Regions from separate parts of the Mus musculus genome. Here region 1 is linked to region 2. A link is a contact called in public Hi-C data. All regions are on one chromosome and are shown on one strand. Each heading gives the region's core, a stretch centred on a gene start, on an enhancer-like site or on the middle of the called end of the contact. The rest is flanking DNA. Distances are from core to core; before and after follow the strand shown. Region 1 has its middle 34 kb from the start of Cgnl1. Region 2 overlaps Cgnl1 (cingulin-like 1).

Region 1 (4,824 bases), core at 1,183-3,682, 140 kb after region 2:
ACTTCTACTGTCTCCACTCAGCAGTTTTCCCCTCCTACAGGGGTTTTCCGGCTGAGGGTCCTCATCCAGCCCACTGCTGCCACAGAACTCCGGGAGGTCACCTCAGCATCTGGCTGGGGTGATCCAAGTCTCTCCACTCCCGGCCACCTCCACCCGGTCCTCACACTTGTTTGGAGCTCAGCTAGGCTCGGAGGCTGCACCTCTCTCTCCATCTATCTTCCCCAGCTAAGGCCCTAGGCCCGGAGGCTGCACCTCTCTCTCCATCTACCCCAGCTAAGGCCCCACCTGGGTTCTGCATGTCTAGCTTATGCCATTACTAAAACAGGAGGCTCTCAGAAGGGAGACTGTCACTTTGAGGCCACATACAGAAGCATAGAAAGAATGTGTGTGGAGTCTGAACATCCATCAACTCTTTCGGTGCAAACATCTGTTTGAAAGGAGACAGGAGCAGACACACTGTTTGCATCTCCTCTGTCCCTATTCCTCTGCCATAAAGGACCTGGGTTGGGAGATAGCTGGTAAACATCACTGGAGGCCACAAATCCGAGACTCAGAATCAGCAAGGGTAGCTTGTTCTAAGGCCTCTTGCTGTGGCTTAAAGTTGGCTTATTTTCCCTGTTTCTTTCCATAGAGTCTCTCTTTCTTTTTCTCTTTCTCTCTCCCTCTCTATCTCTCTATCCCTGTGTGTGTGCTTGTGTGTGCCTTTAGACAAAAGTCTCTCTCTCTCTCTCTCTCTCTCTCTCTCTCTCTCTCTGTGTGTGTGTGGGGGGGGGGGCTCACACGAGAGTTGTCCCCTAATCTCTTTTTAAAAGGTCATCAGGCTTGTTGAATTAGAGCCCACGCATATGACTTCATTTCGTCAGTAATGACCTCTTTAAAGGACTATGTGCAGTCGCATTCCAAGACACCAGGGTCAGGACTTGGTCGGTAAAAGGTGGAAGGGCACATACCATAATACCTGAGGACTGACATCATTTCTACAGACTGGAATTTAGAAATGAAATATGAAGGGGCTTCGGGTTGTTACCACTGTACCAAAGAGTTACAAACACTCAAATCCCTTTAAATCCCAGCTAAGTTTTAACAGCAGCAGCAGCAGCAACAATAACAACAACAACAACAACAGCATTTCTGTATGCACAGAGGTCTGCCTGTGGGGTTTACTGTAATATCTGTGTCCATGATGCTCTAGGCATCTGCATAAGGTGTTGCATAGAAGGGGATTTTTTTTCCTGAACACAGCAATAGTTCTTTAATGCAATTCTGTTTTGCTCTGCATCGATGTTTTGCCTGCACATATGTCTGTGTGAGAACATCAGATTCCACCTAGAACTAGAGTTTTAGACAGCTGAGAGCTGCCATGTGGGTGCTAGGAATTAAACTTCGGTCCGCTGGAAGAGCAGCCAGTGCTCTCTGAGCCATCTCTCCAGCCCCATGGCATTTTTAAAAAAAGCAGCATTTTATTAAGTTCTTGGATTATAGAGATGGTTCAGCTGTTAGGAGAACATACTGCTCTTGCAGAGGACTTGAGTTTGGTCGTTCAGAACCCATACCGAGTGTAACTTCAGCTCCTCCAGGCCAGACCTCCCCCCTACACACACACTCTCACACACATACACAGAGAAACACTCACACACACACACATACACAGAGAGAGAGAGACTCACACACACACACACACACACACACACATACAGAAAGAGAGAGACTCACACACACTCACACACACACACACACAGAGAGAGAGAGACTCACACACACAATACACTGATTTTAAGAAATGAAATGGTACTTCACAGATGGCTACTTACTATCATAAGATAGTTCTTTTTTAAAGGTATCTCTTTGGTTCTGTGGCTGCTTGTTTTGAGACAGCTTTGCTCTCCAGTCCACTATGGGTCCTCCTGACTCTGCCTCCCAGACACTGGGATGACAGGTGTATGCTCTTGGAAGCATCTCTTAAACTATAATCCACAAAGCTCAGGGTGGCACTTTGTATTGTTTTCACACAGCCCAGAGCCTTTCCAAGCGTCTCATTTTCCCTGCTATTAACAGCTTCTGTTATGCTAAGGCTGGTTGAAACTTTGGAGCAAAGGAAAGCGACCAAGTGCTGGTGGAGAGCTGGGTCCTCCCTCACAGAGCTGAAAGCAGGGATGGAGAGAGCAGAGTGAGGAGGGGGGACTGGACAAGGGGAAAGAGGACAGACTGCTTCTCTCACTGTGTGCCCTCTCCACCCTCAGTCATGCCAGGGTGCGGCTGCCTGGCCTGGGTAGGAAGCCATGCCCCTTGGTGTCCCTGGAAGTCCCCCCTCAGGGTGAACTGCCTGCAACACTACACTGCTTCGTCACCTGGACCCTGAGAGTCCCTGACCCCTCTCCTGACCCTTTGACATCAGTCAGACTTCCTCCTCATGTAACAGGAACCAGGAGTCTGAGACCAGTGACGCCTCAGTGACTCATGGCCTGCTCCCTAAAGAAGTTCCGGGCAGCTCACACTAGAGGTAGATAGTCCCACGGTGCTGGGACAAGCAGGACAGCTACTCCTTGCTGTTTTGACTTCCTGCTTCTTTTCCATAGCAGGCCTCCTGAATAATGGGCACATCTAAGGCTAGGCCAGAGCCAGCCTGGTGACTTGCCTGGGTCTCAGGCTCCTGTCCTTGCATGTCACCCTAGGAGCTTCCAGAATCCTAGAACCATGTGGCCAGTGAAGAAGGCTTCCTGTCCCACCTGTGTGAGACAGCCAGCCAGTCTCTTTTCCCTTCCAGTTCTCCAACTCCACAGCTCTCCAAGCCCTTGACACAGATGACATAAATACAGGCAAAGGGTGCTGCACTGTTTAAAGCTGCCTGGCTGGCCTAGATATGACCTCTGATCTTCCATCTCCAGCCCTGATTGACAGCCATCTCAGGATATGATGGGGAGTGGAGGTGGGCTTTGTGAAAGACCCCTGTTCTGTACCTGTGCCTCCGGACAAAGATAATACATTCAGAGACAGATTCAGGTCTCTAACAAGGAAAATAGTTACTAGACATAAAGAAATCTTTGTCAACTAGATGGGTTAGTAAGTGGACTGGCTCTTGTCCCTTATTATCAAATCGGGTCAGCACTTCATGGTCAAGCCAGTGTGGATCCAGGCAGGCTCAGTTAACTCTTCTGACCATTCTATACAGCCTTGACCCCTTGGGAGAGTCAGCCGTTGTGTGGTGGCACCACCTGGTGGTAATGTATGGAGTAACTCCTCCAGGGACTTGAGTTTCTGAAGACACTGTTAAACTGCTTTAAACCTGTGCAGGCCCTGTATGTACTGCCATAGTTTCTGTGAGTTCATATGTGTTTCAGCAGACAGGTTCATAGCACTGAAATGGGGAAGTGGACATGAGCTTCCCTTCCTAACAAAGAGGTTATTTCCAATGAACAACAGGAAAAAATGAATTTCTCCAATTTAGTCTCACTGAGTATATTAACTACAGCTAATAACAGACTCTGTTAGTGTCCAGCAGTGATGACCAACAGGAAATGAACTCAACAGCATTATTATAGGCTTTTTTGGTTCATATTTCTTAATTTGGGCCTGTTTGTGTGTGCACACGTGTGTGCACATGTTTATGTGTACGTGTTACTGCTTGCATACTACATTTTTTTCAGTTTTGTCTTTTTATTGTGTATGATTCTGTTTCTGTGCATATATATATGCATACATATGTGTATATATATATATATATATATATATATATATATTTGTGTGTGTGTGTGTGTGTGTGTGTGTGTGTATTTTAGTTTTTTCAAGACAGGGTTTCTCTGTATAGCCCTGGCTGTCCTGGAACTCACTCTGTAGACCAGGCTGACCTCTAACTCAGAAATCCGCCTACCTCTGCCTCCCAAGTGCTGGGATTAAAGGCATGTGCCACCACTGCTCAGCTTATTTGTTCTTTTTTCTTTTTATGTGTATTTGTTTTATAAAAACAAAGATAATGAAGGCTCGGAGATGGAGGAGTGGGGAGTGAAGGAGGATGCGGGGGGGGGGGGAGGTGCTGGGGGAGGGGGAGATGCTGGGGGAGGGGGAGATGCTGGAGGGGAAACCATGAGCAGAACAAATTGTGAGTTTTCAATGAACAAATACAACTTTAAAAGAAAAGAAATTTCAAATGAAAGGCTTTCATCTCCGTAAACACTGAAGCGCCTTGGTACCTTCCACAAATGTGTTATGGAGTGAACACTAGACTTAAGACGAAAAGATTTGGGCTCAAATCCCATTTTGATGGCCTGTTGTTATTTACAGGACTTAGGAAAGGTATCTTAGCCCAGCATCTCAGCCCCCGGTCGGCTTGTGTGCAGTAAAAATAACCACAGCTCTCTTGTGGGACTCTTGCCGTCTCACACACACTGACAAGCACAATACCTGATCTCTGACACAAGCTTGGCTGTCCTAGATCCCCACACCTTGGTGACTAGCCCCTGCAGCAGGCTCAGTGGTCCCCTCTTCCCTAAGTGGGATGTGTGAGTTTTGGTCCCTCCCGGGCAGGGGTGAGGTCAAGATGGAGAGTGGGTCTTCAGAGCTTGGAGCCTTCTGACCTCAGCCGTCGTGGTGCTCCACCTCCTCCAGCATGGGTTACAATGAGCAGTCAGCCTAGGGTCTGTTTATCTCTGCTAACCTCATCCCAGGGATCCTGGCCACAACGTGACCCCTGAGCCTCATGTTCCTCTCTGCAGAGCAGCCTGGTACTACCTGGTAAAACTCCAAGCTGGGTATGGAATGGAGCAATGGCTTAGTAATTAAGAACACTTGTTGCTCGTCTAGAGGGCCTGGGTATAATTCTCAGGACTG
Region 2 (4,640 bases), core at 1,893-4,392:
GACTGAGGAAGGGAAGAGAGGCTGAGGGAAAGCAGAGGCAAGTTCACCCATTGCAAACGTTGTTATAGCATTTGGATTCTGAATCACAGAAAGGCAATGTGGAGTCACATTTTTAAAACAAATGTTCATTTTATCTTTAAAGTTCAACCATTTTGGCCACAGGCACATGGAGGACAATCAGGCACGGTCTCGCCTCCTCCTCCTCCTCCTCCTCCTCTTCCTCCTCCAGCCTCTGGAAACCTTTCTCCAGCCTGTTCACAGGCCCTTCTGCCCTGTAAGAGATAGCAGAGCCAAGCTAGAGGCCAGCAGCAGCTGTACAAACAAAGTGTATGCAGCGCTCTCATGCGGGTTTACGTGTGAAGCAATTCCTTCTCAACAATGGTTAGGAGGCAAACAGGCGCAGGCAGCCCAACATCTTGCAATTGCAATGATGGTCGACCTACAGCGTTTATACCAGCCAATCCTGAGGTGGAGAAACCCATTGTGGGGAGACAGAGGAAGCCCGGGGGGGGGGGGGGGTTGTGGGTAATAGCTCTTAGGCTTGGATTTCTCCTTTACAGATCTTGCCTTTCCCAGTGTAACATTTTAACTTTATGCTGTGTCACTTGATGGGGGAGGGGGATGGAGGAGTGCATGTATTGGCACATGTGGAAGTCAGAGTAGTCATTCCTCGGTCACCTTCCTTCTTTTCTTCCTTCCTTCCCTTACCTCTTTGTTTCTTTCTTTGTTTCTCTTTTTCTCTCCCTCTTCCTTTCCCTCTCCCCTGCCCTCTCTCTTTTGACAGAGTCTCATATTATCCCAGAACTCAAGAGTAGGCTAGAGTTGCGGCCAGCCAGTCCCCAGAGAGCCGTCCCTCTGTCTCCATCTCCCAGGCACTAGGATTTTAGTACCTGACGCCACAGCCAGATTTTTCACATCGATTCTGTGAATCAAACTCATATCCAGTCTTTGCCAGGCAAATCATCTCCCCAGCCTTTTATATTAATGATCACGCACATTTGGCATCCAAGGAAGGTTCAACACTAGCCTTAGGATCCTTGCCAGACTCCCTCTTCTTCATTCATTCTGCATAGGAACTCTGCAGAGTGGTATTCCCAACTTTGCTTGGGGAAATGCCTGACAGGGTAGAACGAGGCATGAGAGAAGGGTCAACTGAACTCCAGGGTGTTCTCCATTCTTCCCACAGCCTCCACTTCCTCATCTGTACATGGGGCAGGGCTTGCTGCTTCATTCACACACTGCTGCAGACAGCAGCCGAGTGAAATCCCGGCTCCCACAATGGGTGTTCTTATTAGCAGTCCAACATATGTCTCCCCAGAGAGAGGACGTTCACTCAGCTTACCACTGCATGCTTTAAGCCATACCTGCCCATTTCACCAGCCACAAATCAAAACCTACACATTTTTTACATTCATTCATTCATTCATTCATTCATTCATTCATTTGTTATCGTGTGTGTTGGTGTTGTGCATGCACCATGGCGTGTGTGCAGAAACGAGGAGACAACTAACAGGAATCAGTACTCTCTTTCCACCACGTGAGCTCTGGGGATTAAATTCAGGTTCTTAAGTCTTGAGGGCAAGGACCCTACCCACTGAACCATCTGGGTTCAAACCTACATTAAAAGAGGGGGGGGGGAGGGGGAGGGGGAGGGGGAGGGGGAGGGGGAGGGGGAGGGAGAGGGAGAGGGAGAGGGAGAGGGAGAGGGAGAGGGAGAGGGAGAGGGAGAGGGAGAGGGAGAACTCCCCAGGGAATGCTGCAGCATCCTCCAGTACCTCAGTGCCTTCCCAGATCTTCCACCTTAGGTTCTGCTGCAAAAAGCAACAGAAACTACCCGTGTGTTAAAAGAAGATTGGCTTAAAATGGCTACTGTGGTGGGAACAGTGTCTTAGGGAATGCAGCTTGGACTTGAGGTGCTTCTCAGCCATTCAGTATCCCTCAGTTGAGAATACCCAAGATACAATTTGCAAAACACATAAAACTCAAGAAGAAGGAAGACCAAAGTGTGGATACTTCCTTCCTCCTTAGAATGGGGAACAAAATACCCAATGGAAGGAGTTACGGAGACAAAGTTTGGAGCTGAGATGGAAGGACCATCCAGAGACTGCTCCACCTGGGGATCCATACCATAATCAGCTACCAAACACAGACACTATTACATATGACAGCAAGATTTTGCTAACATGACCCTGATATAGCTGTCTCTTGTGAGACTATGCCGGGGCCTAGCAAACACAGAAGTGGATGCTCACAGTCAGCTATTGGATGGATCGCAGGGACCCCAATGGAGGAGCTAGAGAAAGTACCCAAGGAGCTAAAGGGGTCTGCAACCCTATAGGTGGAACAACAATATGAACTAACCAGTACCCCCTGAGCTCGTGTCTCTAGCTGCATATGTAGCAGAGGATGGCCTAGTCGGCTATCATTGAGAGGAGAGGCCCTTGGTCGTGCAAAGATTGTATGCCCCAGTACAGGGGAACGCCAGGCCCAGGAAGTGGGAGTGAGTGGGTTGGTGAGCAGGGTGGGGGGAGGGAATAGGGAACTTTCAGGATAGCATTTGAAATGTAAATGAAGAAAATATCTAATTAAAAAAAATTGTGTATGTGTGTGAGTGTGTGCAAATGCTCCTGCACCCTCGTTAGTGTAGACAGACTCCTTAGAGCAGCGGTTCTCAACCTGTGGGTCACCATCCCTTTGGGGATCACATCTCAGCTATTTTCACTGTGGTTCATAACAGTAGCAAGATTGCAGTAGTGAAGTAGCAACAAAAGCAAAGGGACTCTATTGAAGGTTTGAAGCCTTAGGAAGGTCGAGAGCCACCTCAGAGCTACACTCATAAGCATTTGCGAATGGCCCAGTGTCAGTGCTCAGAACAGAGCTCTGGTCCTCTGGGAGAGCGCAAGCACTCTTAACCTCTGAGCCATTTCTCCAGCCCCGAAACCTACACTTCTTGGAAGAGATGATGGAGAGCCTCGACTTTCCAGAGCAACTGGTGCTGTGCAGAGATGAGCCTAAGGTATTTAAAGGGCAAGTCAGGCTTCCCGGCTGGTTCATTCATTAAACACCTAGGCCAGTGTGTGCGTCTGGTGAACTAACGGTGACTAAGGGCAAACAACATATTTGAATGTGCTGAGCTGCTGAATTTACACTGCCTTTAAACTCCTTCACACTCAACCACGTGCTCTAGTTACTCATTTAAAAGGCGGTAGCAGGGGTGAGGGGCAGAGAGTTGGGGGAGGTGTGCAATTACTGTGACACAGAAAGACCAAACCCCAGTCTTTGTCTGATGTCACCGAGAGTTGCAAATAATGACTGCTGGCAAGTGCCACTTGAGTTACTCCACACTTCAGGATCTTCTCACTAGCTTCTGGGACAGGATGACTCATCCACTTAAGACAAGCACAAAGCTCTAGTACAGCACACCAATGGCTACATCTGGAATGTTCTGCTTCGTTGAGGGGCTGGCTACCCTTTCCTTTCAGAGCTCAGGTACCACACCACACTCCTCATGGCCAACAGACAGATGGCCAGGGCCTCTGGGCTTGTCCCAGTGCAGAACCAATACACAGACCTTTCGGGCTTTACTAATTAACAAGGCCCCTGCCATAGCCAGCTTTTGCTTCCTTCCCGTCTCCCTTTTCTGCTGAATGAGGGCAAACAGCTGAGGCGTGGAGGCCTGGAGGCCAGGGGACAGAATGCTGGCTTGTCAGTTCCGTGCCACTGGCCACTCCACACTCCAGTGTGTTAAGGCTGCAGGAGCTGGGCTAAGAGGTGCCCCATTCCCACCCCCACCCCAGCTCAGCTTACCTGCTGGAAGGCTGCTCTCTCTCCACAACACAAATGTATAGTTGTTCTCCTTGGCCCAATGACAGCCTGGACCAGTGATAATAAATTCCTTGCTCACGCTAAGATGTAGGAAGTCACACCCCTTATACTGTCTTCAGGCTCCCCCACTCACCCAAATGATGGTGAGCTATTTAGTAATTTTAAAAAGCCTGTATTAGGCCGGGCAGGTGGTGGCACCCTCCTTTAATCCCAGCACTCAGGAGACAGAGGCGGGCAGATCTCTGTCTACAGAATGAGTTCCAGGACAGCCAAGGCTACACAGAGAAACCTTGTCTTGGAGAATGAAAAGACTCCCTCCAGTCCTTTTCTAGTTCTCTGTAGATTTTACTGTCAGAAGTTTGTGGTGGTTTGAGCTCTCATGAGCATAAGAATCATCCGGTGAATGCTCACTCTGTCTCAAGGTCTAGAGTGAGGCCTGGACGCTGTCTCTAACAAGTCCAGGGTCAGGCTAGTGACGCCCATGTCACTGGCCTCTCCTGCACTCTATCTGATCCGGGACCCGCTTTGGCCTGAGATCACCTGGTCAAGTCCTTTATGCTTGCGAAGTCCCAGATGTTACAAGGGAGAGTTGATTCCAAGGCCAAGATCCCTGAGCCTCTTCTGAAGTTTCCTTGTGTCAGCTGTGGCCTCCAGACCAGACCCTGCTAGTCTTTTTATGATGACTCTGGGTAGGTCTTGAACTCACATCAGCTTCCTTTGTAGCATACAAGGCCAGCCAGTCCAGCTGGTTTCTGTGTCCTTTCTGTTCTAATAGTCTAAGGGCCTGGAAGGAACTTGAGGAAAGCAGGCAGTAC

What was found. Hi-C and Micro-C count contacts between places; a contact is called where the count stands out from the background.
Region 1: a contact with region 2 is called in a Hi-C map of bone marrow-derived macrophages, with 40 read pairs. The contact joins two enhancer-like sites. A contact is called at or near these places in 3 of 39 promoter capture datasets (the 3T3-L1 cell line, the C10 cell line and hippocampal neurons), 1 of 15 datasets of contacts at CTCF or cohesin (hippocampal excitatory neurons), 29 of 484 Hi-C or Micro-C datasets (the 3T3-L1 cell line, 3T3-L1-derived adipocytes, the AML12 cell line and 19 more) and 2 of 115 datasets of contacts at active chromatin or transcription factors (cardiomyocytes and embryonic stem cells).

What each region holds. Positions count from the first base shown.
Region 1 is chr9:71,803,414-71,808,237 of GRCm38.p6, forward strand. It overlaps a transcript of Cgnl1 not described here. Among named protein-coding and RNA genes, the nearest start is that of Cgnl1, 34 kb to the left of the region's middle. Within about 2 kb of position 2,433, at least 55 of the 459 cell types and tissues checked have an H3K27ac peak or open chromatin away from gene starts, as enhancers often do. A contact at or near this core is called in the AML12 cell line, bone marrow-derived macrophages, embryonic fibroblasts and 1 more, where this site is marked.
Region 2 is chr9:71,660,404-71,665,043 of GRCm38.p6, forward strand. The region is part of intron 8 of Cgnl1 (cingulin-like 1); the gene reads right to left. Among named protein-coding and RNA genes, the nearest start is that of Myzap, 70 kb to the left of the region's middle. Within about 2 kb of position 3,143, at least 78 of the 459 cell types and tissues checked have an H3K27ac peak or open chromatin away from gene starts, as enhancers often do. A contact at or near this core is called in the AML12 cell line, bone marrow-derived macrophages, embryonic fibroblasts and 1 more, where this site is marked.